2 separate regions of the Sus scrofa genome follow, and region 2 is linked to region 1. Evidence: chromatin contacts called from public promoter capture Hi-C data. All regions are on one chromosome and are shown on one strand. The core of a region is the stretch at or near the end of the contact, and the rest is flanking DNA. Distances in the headings are between cores, read along the strand shown. Region 1 holds the start of RTTN (rotatin). Region 2 holds the start of TMX3 (protein disulfide-isomerase TMX3).

The links. Promoter capture Hi-C pulls out the DNA fragments that hold promoters and counts their contacts.
Region 2: a contact with region 1 is called in a promoter capture Hi-C map of liver, with 16 times the contacts expected there. The contact joins the promoter of TMX3 here to the promoter of RTTN in region 1. A contact is called at or near these places in 1 of 5 promoter capture datasets (liver) and 2 of 2 datasets of contacts at active chromatin or transcription factors (alveolar macrophages and skeletal muscle).

Annotation. Positions count from the first base shown.
Region 1 is chr1:152,685,701-152,692,947 of Sscrofa11.1, reverse strand. RTTN (rotatin) reads right to left here and starts at 4,643. Exons shown (of 49, transcript XM_021099277.1): 1 at 4,540-4,643; 2 at 2,663-2,850; 3 at 1,628-1,835. The coding sequence starts at 2,704.
Region 2 is chr1:153,985,992-153,993,287 of Sscrofa11.1, reverse strand. It overlaps TMX3 (protein disulfide-isomerase TMX3), which reads right to left and starts at 5,268. Exons shown (of 16, transcript XM_005654478.3): 1 at 5,006-5,268; 2 at 4,028-4,082. The coding sequence starts at 5,051.

The DNA.
Region 1 (7,247 bases), core at 3,394-5,893:
ATATATATTTCTGTGTTATGATAAATTATTTCCTGAAAGTGAAAACTTGCTGTTTTAAAATACTAATGTTTTCTAAAGTTTCTGAATCGTTTTAAAAATTAGAAAAATAACCCAGTCTTGTTTCTCTGAATAGTCTGTCCTTCTAAAGAGGAAGAAATGTGAGTGCTGAGTCAATTTCTAATTGATGATTCCCCCCTCTTTCTTTTACTGTTAATTACAATTATTTGTTAGAATGAAAACATCAACAATATAAAGAAGCTATTACAAAGTTATTTATCCAAGGACTGCTCATCTCTGCTTCTTAGTCCATCTCTCTCGTCTCTTACTCTATGTGGCTCCTGATCACTTCAATTTCCATTAATGTGTTTTAAGAAAAAGTTGTCAAAAGCAAGAGTCAGACTCTATTTTTCAATACCTCTGACAATTCCCTATCACACATGACTACAAATTTAGCAGTTCAGCTTTGACGAGACTCAGAATGATGAAAAGACTAAAACTAAATTCTATAATTTCCTCTTTGAAGGTTTCATGCTAGTGGTTCCTAATACTAATACAGGTAACTAAAAATTAGCCCTAGACCATACCTCTAATCTTACCTGCAAGGAAGTAAGTGGAAAATTCATGATTTAAGATTCTTCTTTACTTGTTATAGCTTAGACAGAAATTGTAAACTATTTTGTTAAAAGTCACAGTCACACAAGAACTCAGTAAATGGCAGCGGCTACTGCTGTTCTTGTTAATAGCAAGACTCACATCACAGCAGTGGCAATACAGCGCTGGTACAGAGAAAAACAGGGTCTAACTGACTTTTTTCTACTTTTTCTTCTACTTAACATACTTTTTTCTACTTTTACTCATCAATCACATAAATTTTTTGAGCATTTTTTTTCTTTGAATCAATTCAAATGCTCTCTATGAGCAAGGCACTACACTGGACATCAAATAACAAGAACAACAAGTAACAGTGGCAGCCAAGAGTCTGTGCTTAACATATGCCAGGCCCTATGCTGAGCACTATTCAGTCACTGCCACACTTAACCCTCATAAAAATTCTCTAAGATGTTCTTGTTTATTGTCCCAATTTTTGGATAAGAAAAATAAAGCCTGGAGGGATTAAGCACCTTAGCCAAGGTCACACAACTAGAGGCCAAACTAGGACTTAAATCCAAGACTCTTTGATTCTGAGTTTAGCCAGTATATCTGTATAGTTCATTTTGACTGGTCTCCATAACAAAATCATGAGCTAGGGCAGACAGCATCACACCCCGAGTGAAGAACACAGACAAAAAATGCAGGTATAAAACCTTTAGAACAGCATCTGGCACAGAGTAATGAGTGCTCAATGAAATCATATTATTGTTTAAAAAAAAAATCTTTCAAACTAGTCTCAAAAGAAGAAAATCACTTGCATCTTTAGGCCCCTTAACCAAAAAAGCAAAAATATACATGTACCCTCCTCTCTATAACATTAGAGGAAGGGAATTAAGGTCAAATTCACGTAAGTTAACTCAAAAAAAGGGGGAGCGCTCTTTTTTCCTTTTTTTTTTTTTTTTTTTTCCTTTAAGGTCCCTTTCCTTAGAATTAACCATTAGAACCAATATATTTATATTTTAAGAGACTAATTAACTGATTTCATCAGACGATTTCAAAGAGTTACCAGTTTGACTGGTTTGATCAGATGCAGAATACAGTTCAGGAACTTCTGAAGGAAGAACAAAAAGTCCATCCAGAATGCCATCAATTTCAGCCTGCAGATCCGGCTCCACATTAGAACGAAGTTTTGATAAGAATTCAACTGCACCAAGATCAACCAAATGCTGGACTGCTGGGGAATACTGAAATAAGAGGAGAGCCTTGAAAATAACTATAAATATAAAAATCTTTAGACTTTATCTTACAGCAATCAAAATAGGACATTATTTTTGGTACACCAGATGTTCCTTTTTTAAAACAATAAATCTTTCAGTGATGTACATAAATTATAAACAAATATAAAACATTAGATAACACTTATGAGAGAAAAACCCAGACAGTGAACACTAGAAATGCACACTATCAATTCCTACATTTATTTATTAAATTGATTACTTCTCTCCACTGATTCACCCCATCCTCTCCTTCCTCCAACCAGTCAAAGGATGCCAAAGTAATAATCCCCTACAACTGCAAAAGGATTTACAGTTTGGAGAAGTTAAACTAGCACTTTGATATTTGATCCTGACAACTAGCTACTGTCAAGTCAGACTAAGAAACATAAATCTTAAAAAAAAAAAAAAAAAGATATGGGAAAAACAATTTAACATACTTATGCTGTTTGTTATCGTGGTCTGTAACATCACCTTTAAATGTGTTCTCTTTTAGACATATACATCTACTTTTTAACATGTAAATAACAGTAAATAAGGGAAAACAAAATGACAAATATTAACCTCCAAAGATGGTCCCAAAAGTCAGAATATACCTGGATTCAGAAGCTGGGTACAGTACAGACAATGTGAGATTCAGTATCACAAGTTAAAGGAGGACGAGCATTATATACACAAAGGAATAAAATTCGACATCTTCAGTTGTTTCTTTAAGTTTAATCATTTAAATTTTCAACTACTGCTACAATTAAGTGACCACAAAACATTCACTCGTTTAAATTTCAAAATGATCCTACCTTAACCAATCTGTTCAACAGGCTCAGAACCTCTTCTTTCATTGGAACAGACGGGAAATTGAACCATTCCAGCAAATGGAGGAAAAGTAGCCTCTCCTGAACTAGATCAGCACAACAAATTAAGTTGTGCTCAACTTTGCAGAGAATATTCCTAAGGGCGCGTTCCCTGATCTCGGCCAGCTGATGACCTGTCAAAGAAGTACAGCACAGAGCTAATTTTCCGACTCCAAAGAGGTGCCCACAGGGGATTTACCCTAAAACTGTGTTATTTACGCTGCGGGCGAAAGCAGGATTAAGAAAGGAAGAAAAAGAAAAAAAAAAAAAAAAAACACGCAGGCCGCAGGTGCCTTCAGGACGAGAACTAAAGAGTTTAAAACAAAGTCTGAGATGTGTCCCCAGGAGACGGGGAGCCGTTGCGGGGTGGCCGGGCCTTGGCACCGTGACTCGGCCATTCTCAGCAAACGGCCAGGACAGTAGGGCGACCCGGGTGAGGGGCAACTCAGATTGTTACCGAGTTTCCTGATGAGCCCGGTCAGGACCATCTCGTCCCGCTCAATCAGCCGCCGCCGGAGAATTAAACTGCCGCGCCACAACGTCAGTTTAATTACTGTCCCCCCAGAAACCCGGCCAGATGGAAGACGGGTTCCGCAATTCCTGAGCGAAGGAGACAGGGAGTGAGAAGCATTCCGTAAGCTGTTCCCAGCACCCGCGCCCCCAAAGAAGCTTACGGCCTCTCTGTAATTACTACTTCGTAGTTCCTAGACAGTGGTGTGGATTGTTAAGAAATGGAAAGAATGAAGAAGCAAGCAGCGATAGAACCAGCTTTGGCCGCAGTGCGCGTCGGGAGTTGTAGTCTTCGCTTGTTCGTGCTCCGCTCCCGGAATTCCGGACCCGCCACCGTGCCCGCCAGCCTGGGGTTCCGGCGTCCTCGCTTCTATGCGAGGGGTTTATGACTCTGCCAGTCTGACTTCTCAGCTCCCAGAACTTTACAATTTAGAATGCGGACTTTTGTTAGGATTACCCATCCCAGCCCACGCCTGCCTCCCTGCGTTACTAAATGACTTAACCTCTTCAACTGTAAAACGAACCTGCAAAATCAAGCAGTGACCTTGGATACCTGGTTTCAAAGTAAACAGGACGCAATAGAAATAAAGGCTAGCTGGGGGGGAAGTGGGGGGAGGGGTACACAGAAGAGAAAAAAGGCGACTGTAGAAAGAAAAAGGGATTGGTAGGGGGGTTAATTCCTATTTGAATGCCTCTAAAGTTGACTTCTGCACTGTGATCGAGCTGAACTAATAGGGAAAAAAAATCTAAGCAATGGTTAACAGCAAAGACAACAAAACTAAATATATAAAATGACTTGCATTTTAGAAAATATTTTATCTCACTGATCTTTTCAATTTCCCTGGACAAGGGATGTCGAGGCAGCAATTCTCATTCCTATTTTGCAAAAAAAAAAAAAGGAGGGGGTGATTGGGAGTGAGGAGGAACTTAAAATCGGAGAAGTACCTGGCTCACTATCACATCAACAAATAACTGACTGATTAAGTTTGTTTCTTTGTCCCATTCTTAGAACCTTGCCACCTCTACAAGTCTGTAGATAGAGAGTGGTGACATTTGAGCTGGACCTTGGGGGATAAGTAGGAGTTTATTTGCCAGGCAAAGAAATAGTATAAGGGAATTTCTGCCAGAGAAAACAGTACATGCAAAGGCAAGAATTCAGAGTGAGTCTGTCGAAGTCAGGGAAAGTGAAAAAGTCTATGTGACCAGATTACCTCTGGGAGAAAGAGAAGAGGGGCAACTGGCATGCTGGCTATTTCCCCATTTGGTCCTCCAGGGACTTCTCCCCACTCTGCTAGCCTCTGCCGGTAACTGACCTCTACAGATGAAAAGGCTGCACCAGCAAAGCACCCTGGCCCTCCAGCATCCAACTGGCTGTGGTAAATAGAGACACCAGGAGGAAATGAGAGGAAGAAATGAGAGTGTGTATATTTAACCAAGATTCAGCTAGCCCACACCTAAACCTGCCTGGCCAAGATTGTAACAGTGGCTGCATTCCATAGGGCAATAGCTCCTGCTGAATGGTGTGTCAAAGGTACTGAAAAACAGAAACTGTAGAAGGAGGCATTTGCACTAACTGATAAGTATCTGTAGTTGTCCAGCCATGACGGTTTAAGTTGTGTATTTGAAGTGTCAAGGTCAAAATACACAAAGCGGTATGAAGAAATGAGAGAATTAATTTTTTCAGTGATATTTCTAAGATGAACAGTCTTGGATGATAGGAAATTGGGGATGTTGGTGGGTAAGGGATGGGAGAAAAATAACTTCAAGCAAGCATTTTTTAAGTAGAATAGGAGGTCAGACTATGAAGTGGTATCGATTATGTTGCTTTTCTAACATTTGCTGTTATTATTGAGCAGATGTTACCTTTATAATTAGACAAAAATTATTGTCTTGCCTATTACATTCAAAACAATTATCATTCTCCTGTTAGACTGAGTATTAGTTTGCCAGTTTTTCCTCAAAGTATCAACTGTCAATTTATTAATTCTACTGTTTAAAAAAAAACATATTCTAATGTATTAACTGTACTTTTATTTAGTATCAGTTACTTTCTCCTTCTTTGGGTTTGTTTCGCTGTTCCTTTTCTAACTTTTTAAGCTAAGAGTTACTTTATTTCAATTCTTTCTTAGTTATAGTGAATTTTAAGTCCATGAATCTGCATCTAAAAAAAGCTCTAGTCATATATCATGAATTTAGATTTGTAATATTCTAACTATTATTATTTTCAACAATCCTGAAACTACTGTTTCCTTTTTCTCCCAAGATCTGTTTAGAAGGTTGATTTTTAATTGCCTTCTTTGTTGTATACTTTCATTATTAATTTCTACTTTTATTGTATCCCCATCAGCAACCCAGGCTTTTGTAATTATGAACTTTAAGATCAAATATTTTAAGTGATGCCTGAGTACTTGAAAAAATGGCCAATAGATATCTGTGTGTAGATGTGTGAAGAACCATATGTGTATTATCTTTGTAATTTTCTATGTGTACTTAAAATAGTTTTTGTCATATATACTTAAGTGCTCACATAGTAAATACACATTGAATTTTACATGATGGTAAATGACAGCCGTTCACTGGTGATACATATATGGATCAGGGAAGGGGTGAAGGTAGAGATCTTTTCTGGTGATGATTTTTCTTAGGAGAGAAAGAAATGCTTTTTTTTTTTTTTTTTTCTTTTCTGGAAGAAGCATGCATGCAGTTTTGCTCTTCCTTACAATTTGGACATGAATTTCAATACTTGGGGTTATGTATAGCAGGTCTGTAAGTTGTGATCCTGTGCATTTATTCCAGTTACTTGACTCACTTAAAATATCTGGCTCATAGCCGTATAAGCTAACCAAACTGTTGCACCGAGCACACACTTTGGAGCCAGACAGGCAGAGATTTAAAACCAGCTTTGCCACCTTAATTGCATAATTGTGGGTAAGCTTATGGTCGCAAGTGACAAAACTCTAACCCAAACAAGTAAGCAAAAATGAGTTACTATCTCACTCTAGAAAAGGATCTAGCCTCAGAGACTCAAAAATATCACTGTTCTTTTTCTCAGTCTCTTGGCTTTTTTTCTCTCAATGTATTTGCCTCTCTCATTCTCTTATATTACAAGAAAAATTCCAAAATTGTAGGGAAAGAGAGGATTGTGATCCAGACATTCATCTTTTCATGCAGAAACTCTAGAAGAAAAAGAAAACTTCTCTCTCAACATCTGGATGTAAAATCCATGATAAGTACTCCATCAGAATCATTGTTATGAGGTTACCTGATCCTAGATTACACTCTGAACAGGGCATGATATCATAACAGGATACTCAGCTAGAGTCACAAGGAGGTGGGCAGAAGACTTCCACTAAGGAAAGGGTATTATTAACAAAAAATAGTGTTAAAGGATTGGCAGGTAGGAGAGAAAACCTGATGCCTCTATGACCTTTAAGTCTCAGGCGTTTACAAGTAGAAACTGGGGTTAAAAGTAGTAACCTCTAATAAGACTGAAGACCAAAGGAGATAACCCAGAGAAAGCACTTATTCAAGGACCTCCATAATAGGTACTTATGACTAATAATTAATTAATTAATTAATTAATTAATTATTATTTATTATTTTAAAAAATAATTATAGAGATTTCCCTTCATGGCTCAGCAGTTAACGAACCCATCTAGGATCCATGAGGATATAGGTTCCATCCCTAGCCTTGCTCAGTGGGTTAAGCATCCAGCATTGCCATGAGCTGTGGTGTAGGTCACAAACGCGGCTCAGATCCCACGTTGTTGTGACTATGGCTGAAGCAGGCAGCTACAGCTCCGATTCGACTCCTGGGAAATTCCATATGCGGCAGATGCAGCCCTAAAAAGCAAAAAAGCAGCAAAGGGAAAGGTGCCTCTTTGCTATGGACTGAATGATTGTCCTGCTCCCCCTACCAAGAAAATTCTTGTTAAAATCTAATCCCCCATGTAATGGTGTTAGTGGGGACCTTTGGGAGGTGATTGGGTCATGAGGGTTGAGTCCTCCTAAGTAGGATTTG
Region 2 (7,296 bases), core at 4,019-6,518, 1.3 Mb before region 1:
GGTAATCTCACCCCTTCCCATCAATTGATTAAACTTGTCCTTTAATTGTCCTGGGGATTGGGGTGATATGGAAAGTCTGTGGTATGCCTCATCACTGGGCTCACTGATGTATGTATAGCTTGGGCCCCAAATCCAGGGCTGTTTTCAGATGCAGTGTTCTCAGGGAACCTGAAGAGGAAACAAAGGTGGTCTTAGAAGGCCTGACAGTGTGGCCTGAGTCAGTGTAATATACAGGGATGGCTAGGAAAAACCTAGAGAAAGTGTCAACTGCAGCTGGGATCCAGGGGGACACTATGGATGGGCTGAGGTGCCTAATGTGTTCTGAGAATGCCCTGGCCCAACAGGAAATAATCTGATCCTGAGTAAATTATTTTTAGCCTTGACCAAGGTCTGACAGCTTTTCCATTCTGGTTCAGTCTTCTTGCAACAGTGGCAATCCATGCATGCCAGCCCAACCTAGGATGGTGTGTGAATTTCCACAGGCCATCCTCTCATGGCTCCAGGAGGCAATGAGTTACACATCTGCTTGCTCTGGGATGAAGAACAATTCTCATTTAGCTGACAAGCATGGAACACTCATTGGTTATTTCCCTTTGTCAGCAAAGGGGCCTTTCTAGTGAGCATCCATGGAGGGAACAAAAGGCTTATTAGGGGCAAAACCAATCTTTACCCGAATGTCTCATCCTCACAGTGGGTCTGTTTTATATGCCACACAACCAACGGCCAAGCAATTAGCCACTGCCTATAAAGCTGGTGAAAACAGGGCAGGGCTCATTTGCTGGTACTGAAACAAGGAGCAGGAAGGTGGGGGAACAGCAGGGCAGATAATCATAGTCTTCCCCACTGCATGAAGCTTCCCATTGTGCAAAGGTCCTTTATCGTGCTTGAGAAGGACAGGACTTGCTCAGGTTGGACAGCAGCTACACCCAATTCCATCCCAGTATAAATTAACCAGGAGGAGCCACCCATGAACCAGGCTCATAGGTGGTATGGGAGGTCTCTCCATCTGGGTCTCCCTGGGGCCAGAGGAAGTAGTGGCTTCTTGGGTATTGTCCCTGGGAGATGGAGTGACACCCCTGAGACCTTTTCACTGAGCTGTGAGACTCCAGCTGGGCTCCTGGATGAGCTATCACTAGTTCACTAGATTCCTGAGCTGTTGTTCTTCAGTCCACCAACATCCAACAGGCCACTGACTACCTCTCAAAAGGTAGGTATTTTTCAGCCAACCTGGGGAACCTATCAGGTCTATGCTGCTCTGTGGTGTTGTTCTTCTGCCATAAACTCAAATCAGTGAACTGAAAGGGTGCCGAGATGTGCAACTCAAATGGCAGATGTGGACCAGTGAGGCCCAGGGGAAGGGAAACCTGGTGGCCTGCTTAAGCGCCTCAAGAGTATCCTGTTGGGTGGGCCCCTGTGGCTTTTCAAGTACCTGGTAGATGGGTGCCAGATCTCTGAATGAGTTATGTGACAGTATCAGTAGCCCAACAAGCCCTTCAAAACATAGGCCTTTTTTATTTTGGGGTCAGAAAGAGACAAGAGTTTGGTAGTGACCTCTAAAAGAATGAGATGAAATACACTTTCCCAGTTCACACCAAAGAATTTCAGTTGGGTACCTGGGTACTTGTACCTTGTTGGTATTAACATCCTAGCCATGTTGCCACTTGAGTCATCATGGTGTCTGGTCCTTGTAGGCAGGGACTGTCTAGATGCTCTAGGAGGTCATTATCAACGCAGTGAAAGGTCAGTGCCCCTCTTGGAGGTTTTTCCAAGTCATGGCCTACCCACTGAGAGCAGCAGACAGGCAGGTAATGTAGATATCACGGGACAGTAAAAATGTGTTGGAATCCATTCCAAGTGAAGGGATTTGATCCTGATCAGCCCAGTGACGAGAGGTGCTGGCATCTGACATCACAAATGTCATAAACCAAGCTCCCTCTAGTAGACCTTCCTTATGTCAGGTCATACCTGCATCAAGAGTAGCTCTAAAGCTCTATGGCATTGAGGTACCTACCATCAATGCTGAGTCTTCAGGTACCCAAGGCCTTGTGCCCAGGCCACATGGGGCCACTGAATAGAGAAAGTTTCATAGAGCACTTAGAGACAATAGCACTAAGAGCTGGTAGCCGGTAGGTTCGGTCTTCCACATGCTCCAGGAAGAGGCCTCAAGTGCAGCAATTTCCACTGGGGCTTAGGGACAAAGTAGGAGTGCACATAGCTAATCATCTATACCAATGAGCACACTGAATAGTAGGGCCCAAAAGTACCCATCCAGAACCCAGCCTGGGCAAGGGGGCTGGTGTTGGTCATCATAGACTCAAAACCAGACGGCATTACATGTATTTTCCTCATTGTGGGAGCAGGGTTTGCAGGGATTATACACACTGCACTGATATCAAAAGAGCCAGAGAAGTGCAGTTCTTCCCTACCTCCCCAGGCAACCCCACTGGGGAGAGAGATGCCTCAGTTTAAGATACTGTCAAGGTCTAGGTGATTTGGGAGCTCTGTCACTCTTCTCCAGGCAGGATGGCAGGCATAATTCCAAGAGTCACAGGCTGTCATCACACTGACCCTTGGACAATGCCCATCAGACCCCTCACACACTGATACCTGGCCATGAGGTCCTTTGTAAGAAGCCTATCAATTTCCTCCCCTGAGACCCCATTACTGAATAACCACACTAACCCTCAGATCTTTCTGGAAAGGCTCTTGCACAGGTCATACAGGAGAGGGTGCCCAGGTCCCTCTCACTGTCACTCTTTGTGGTAGTCAGTCTCTGCTCTCTTCATGGTGGCTGCTTCCTCCATGTCCAGAAATTTGTCACTTAAGCCTTGGGTTGCATTACAGACTAAGTAACCTGACTTCATAAGGATGCTAACTGGGTCCGAGAACAAGCAGACATTTCCTTGTGTAGAGGTGTAATTAGGACAACAAGCCAAACTGAAAGTAACAATCAAGGCTTTATTCACTTACTGAGACAATGCAAGCCAAGAGGCAAAATAAATAAATAAATAAATAAGGGGCCAGCTCCTCGGTGTTCCATTTTTCTGAGCAGAACTGGAACAGGTGAGGGTCAGGCAACATAGCACAAAGGAATCCACCTCACTGCCCAGGAGCACTGAACCCAAGGCTTCTGCCTCTCAGGACCCATGCGCAGAGGGAGGGAGACAGGAAAGGGACAATAGTGGAAAGGTACTGAGTCCAAGTGGAAAAATGCGCCTCACCCAAGCCTGTCAATAAGGCAGATGGTCTCAGCAGAGATACCTCTGAAATGCCTTAGGGGAGGCTGCCCCTAACACTGAGGCCTCCAAAAGAGGCTGAGTATGCAGATAAGACAGACAGCACTGCTGACCTGGGGGCCTGAGTCTATGACTACAACTCCCTCCAGAGACTGCAAAGCCTTGGCTGTGTACCAAATCTGGTGTGGGGAGGGCAGCTTCCCCCTGGAGGCCTGCCAGCAAAAGCCTAGTAATTGCTGGAGTCAGGCGTGAAAAATCATGCACAGGATTTTGGATTGAGGCAGGATTTCACCTGCTATAAACAATGACTTGTGATTAATGCTGTGTTACTATGTGGTTACCAAATTCCAGCACCCACTTAGTAGCAACTAAAGGCAAAATATATAACAAATATACAAGGTAAAATGGTTAAAATAGAAGAGTGCCATTTTTTTTTTTTTTTGATCTTTTAACTGTCCTTAAAACTCTTTTGCGCCCAATCCTGTTTTGTATATATAGCACTGATGGCAATTTCTGGAACAAAATTACTGTTGTATTAACACTGGCCATTACTGTCTCTATTATCAAAGGATTAGATTCATACTATGTTGTACGCTTTAAGCTAATATATTTTACATCACCTATACTTAAAAAAATTTCTAACTCCATACGGAATTAGAAAATTATGTGGTGTAGATTAAGTGCTCGATAAGACAAGATAATTTTTTAAAAATATTAGATTCATACAAATATTTTGGTAACATCTCAGTTGGAAAAAGTTTAAGACACTATTTAAAAACATATATACTCACGATTCATCTAAATCTTCTACAAATCCTTTACAGAATGCCACATCAAGTAAAAAAACTGAAAAAGAAAAGAATAAATGCTGATTTACCTTCTGGCTTACATACTTAGTCACCTATAAAATATTTTGTTTTTTTACAACCTATCAAAACATCATCATTTATCTATCCCAGGGCACAAGCATTGTTCACCTGTTTAAAAAATATTTAATCTGCATGCAACGACATTTTGACAGCAAGTTCTACGTAAACTAAAAAATCTAAGGCACGGAAGTTCTTTTTTTACATATTTTTACTTTCATCCTATTTTTCCCTTTTACTTTTCCATCTTTTTGTAGTAAAGATGAAAATTCATCTTCTTCATCTCCTTTTCTCTAGCAGAATTTATCTCTATAAATTTCAAACACCATTCAAAAGACTACCCCTCTCACCACTGATATATAGAAACAAAATTGAGCTACACTTCTAATACTGACTACAGAATGTAGTGGGAACTAAGAGGCTGCTCTGTAAGTGGCCATATCACGGTGAGAACCGGGGTACTTCTGATGATGGCACGAGGCTGGGAAGGGCCAACACACGTTCAGATCAGTTCTCACACCGCACAGCCCGTAAGACCTGACCGTAATCGGTCCTTGACCCTCCCTCTCTTTAGCCCCCGCGAAGGTTAAAAACTCTTCAGATGTGACAAAATTAAGAACCTAAAGGCAAAGCAAGGTTTGGCCACTAGTGAAGGAGTCGGCGCTTCTGAAACTTCTTGCCGAACCGAGAACAGAAACCACTGCAAGGCACGGGTCTCCTGTGAAGCTGCGCTGGGGGAGGACCGTAAGGCTGCCGGTCACCGGACCACCATCAGGAGAGTACTTCGGCGGCAACCCCCTCAGGCCTCTCGCCCCCACTGCCGAGACCCTGCTCCAGCCCCGCACCCTATCCCACCTGGGCGAGGGTCCCCGCCCCCTCCCGCACCGCCCAAGCGGCCTTTACCTGTGGCGCACAGCCCCAAGGCGGCCCCGCGACTCCGAGCCGCCATGCTCGCCGCAAAGGAGCTGCAAAAGCCGACACTGCGGAGGGAAGAGAAAAGAACACCGGCGGCCGCCGCCTGCGCTTCCGGAAAGGGAAGCCGGCTGGCCTGTGCCCGTAAGGGAAGCTCGGCGCTAGGGGCGGGGGCGCAGCAGGCCGGCCTCTGGTATCCTCCCAAGAACCGCCACCTCGCCTCTGAGCATGCGCGGAACTACAGCGCCTGCGCGGAACTGGAACGCATGCGCGGTCACGACTTCAAAGCAGCGCCCTGGCTTCCTCCGGGAGCGTGGGAACCTGGAGCGGGGGCGCCTTCCTTTGGGGGCGGAGTGGTGTGTGGGGACTAGGATAGAGGGACTTCCGGAAAATTAAATGCCCGCTGTTTTCTGCGCGGAAGGTGAGGTAGACTGAACGCTTGAGATTGGATTTTGTCACCTCTCACCTGCTGCTCATGTGCCGTTAGCAATCAAATTCGTGAAAAGAGGTCTGTGTTAGCTATGGGTAGAAAGAAGCTGTGGATTGCTGCGTGACTTTCCATGTATCTCCATAATGAATTTGAAATCTTTCACCCTGTTTGCAAAATGGGAGATCTGTTTTATGGTAGTAAGCTCCATTAATGTGTTTTTGCCAACTAAAATAGTCCCTTTAAAAGAACTGTTTCTCTTGAAATTTGAAAACATGAAGTTGATTGAAGGACATAATTTTTTGATAATTTGTTCCTGTTCTCTTGTTAAAATAAGTAAAATACTCGCTATAAGGTGTTAATATTGCAGTTTTTCTACATAACAAAAGTAATTTATAAAAGCAGTACAGCTTTATACAATAGTGACTGCTGCAGGAACTGCATCTGACTTAGATCAAAATTTTATAGGAGGTGAAATAGAGGATTTAGATTAAGTCAGTTATTGAACGGTGTGTTACGAGGACAGAAATGGATTATGATGTCAGCCCACTCACCTTAGGTTCAAAATTCCACCAGGAAGAAATCCCATAAAACACCTGCTGTTCTTAATGATTAGAAGATTAAGTTGTAATCTGATTGAGAGCAAGCCCTAGGTTTCAGCCTTTTCATGGAATCTGCATAGTATCCAGTGCAGGCCTTTGGCAGATTCAAATATTATATTTTTAAATTGAGCATATAGTTTATTCTAAGAGTTTAACATACATAAATATTTAATCTTCATTGAAAGTTCTCAAAGTAAGAAATAGTATAAATGAGGATCCAGGGTCATAGAAAAGGTAATTGGCTTAATAATTTAAAATAATGGGGTTGCTATTTGACATAAAGTGTCAGACTCTAGTGCTGGCATTCTTTCTGTTACAGGATACTATTAGGATTTTTTTCTGCCCTAGAATTTTCTCCCTCCCTCTTCCCTGTCTCCTTTTTCAGTCACCCTATTTTGGTTAATGGTACAAATGTTTGACCAATTTCTCCAGAAGTTATGCTAGGCACTTCCCAACTTAATATTTTCCATATTCAACTGGTTGCCACATCTTGTTGCTTTTATTGCCTAAATATCTCTTCAATTTGTCCCCTTTTTTTTCCATCTCCATTACCACCAGGTCAAGTTCTCTTCTTCTCTCACTTGGATAATTGAAATAGCCTCCTAAACGGGCTCCTAGACTTTAGTTTCACCTTGAAGGCAACCTGTGCATCACTTGCTAGATTGATGTTTCAGAAATCTAGCAACTTTAATATAAAATCACTTTACTTTAAACTTTAACATTACTCGATGGGATACAGAATGAAATAGCTCTCTAGGAGTTCCCATCGTGGCTCAATGGAGAAGAATCTGATTAGCATCGATGAGGACACAGGTTCGATCCCTGGCTTCACTCAGTGGGTTAAGGATCTGCTTTGGCGTGAGCAGTGGTGTAGGTTGCAGATGTGGCCCGGATCTGGCGTTGCTATGGCTGTGGTATAGTCCAGCAGCTACAGCTCTGATTTGACCCCTGGCCTGGGAACCTCTGTATGCTGTGCGTGTGGCCCTAAAGAGACAGAAAAAAAAAAAAAAGAAAAAGAAAGAAAGAAAGAAAAATAGCTCTCTATACTATGTGCTAGTACTTTCATCATCTATTGTTTACTGTACCTTCCCTCCCTTTGTCCCATCCTCCCCAACTCTGTACCGCTAATAACAGTACCCCACTGAACCAGCCATGCTATTTTCATCCCTTGAAGCTTGCATAAAATAATCTGCATCAGTTACATTGAGTATTATTACCACGTTTGCTATCTTAGTAAAAATCTTCTATGTTGC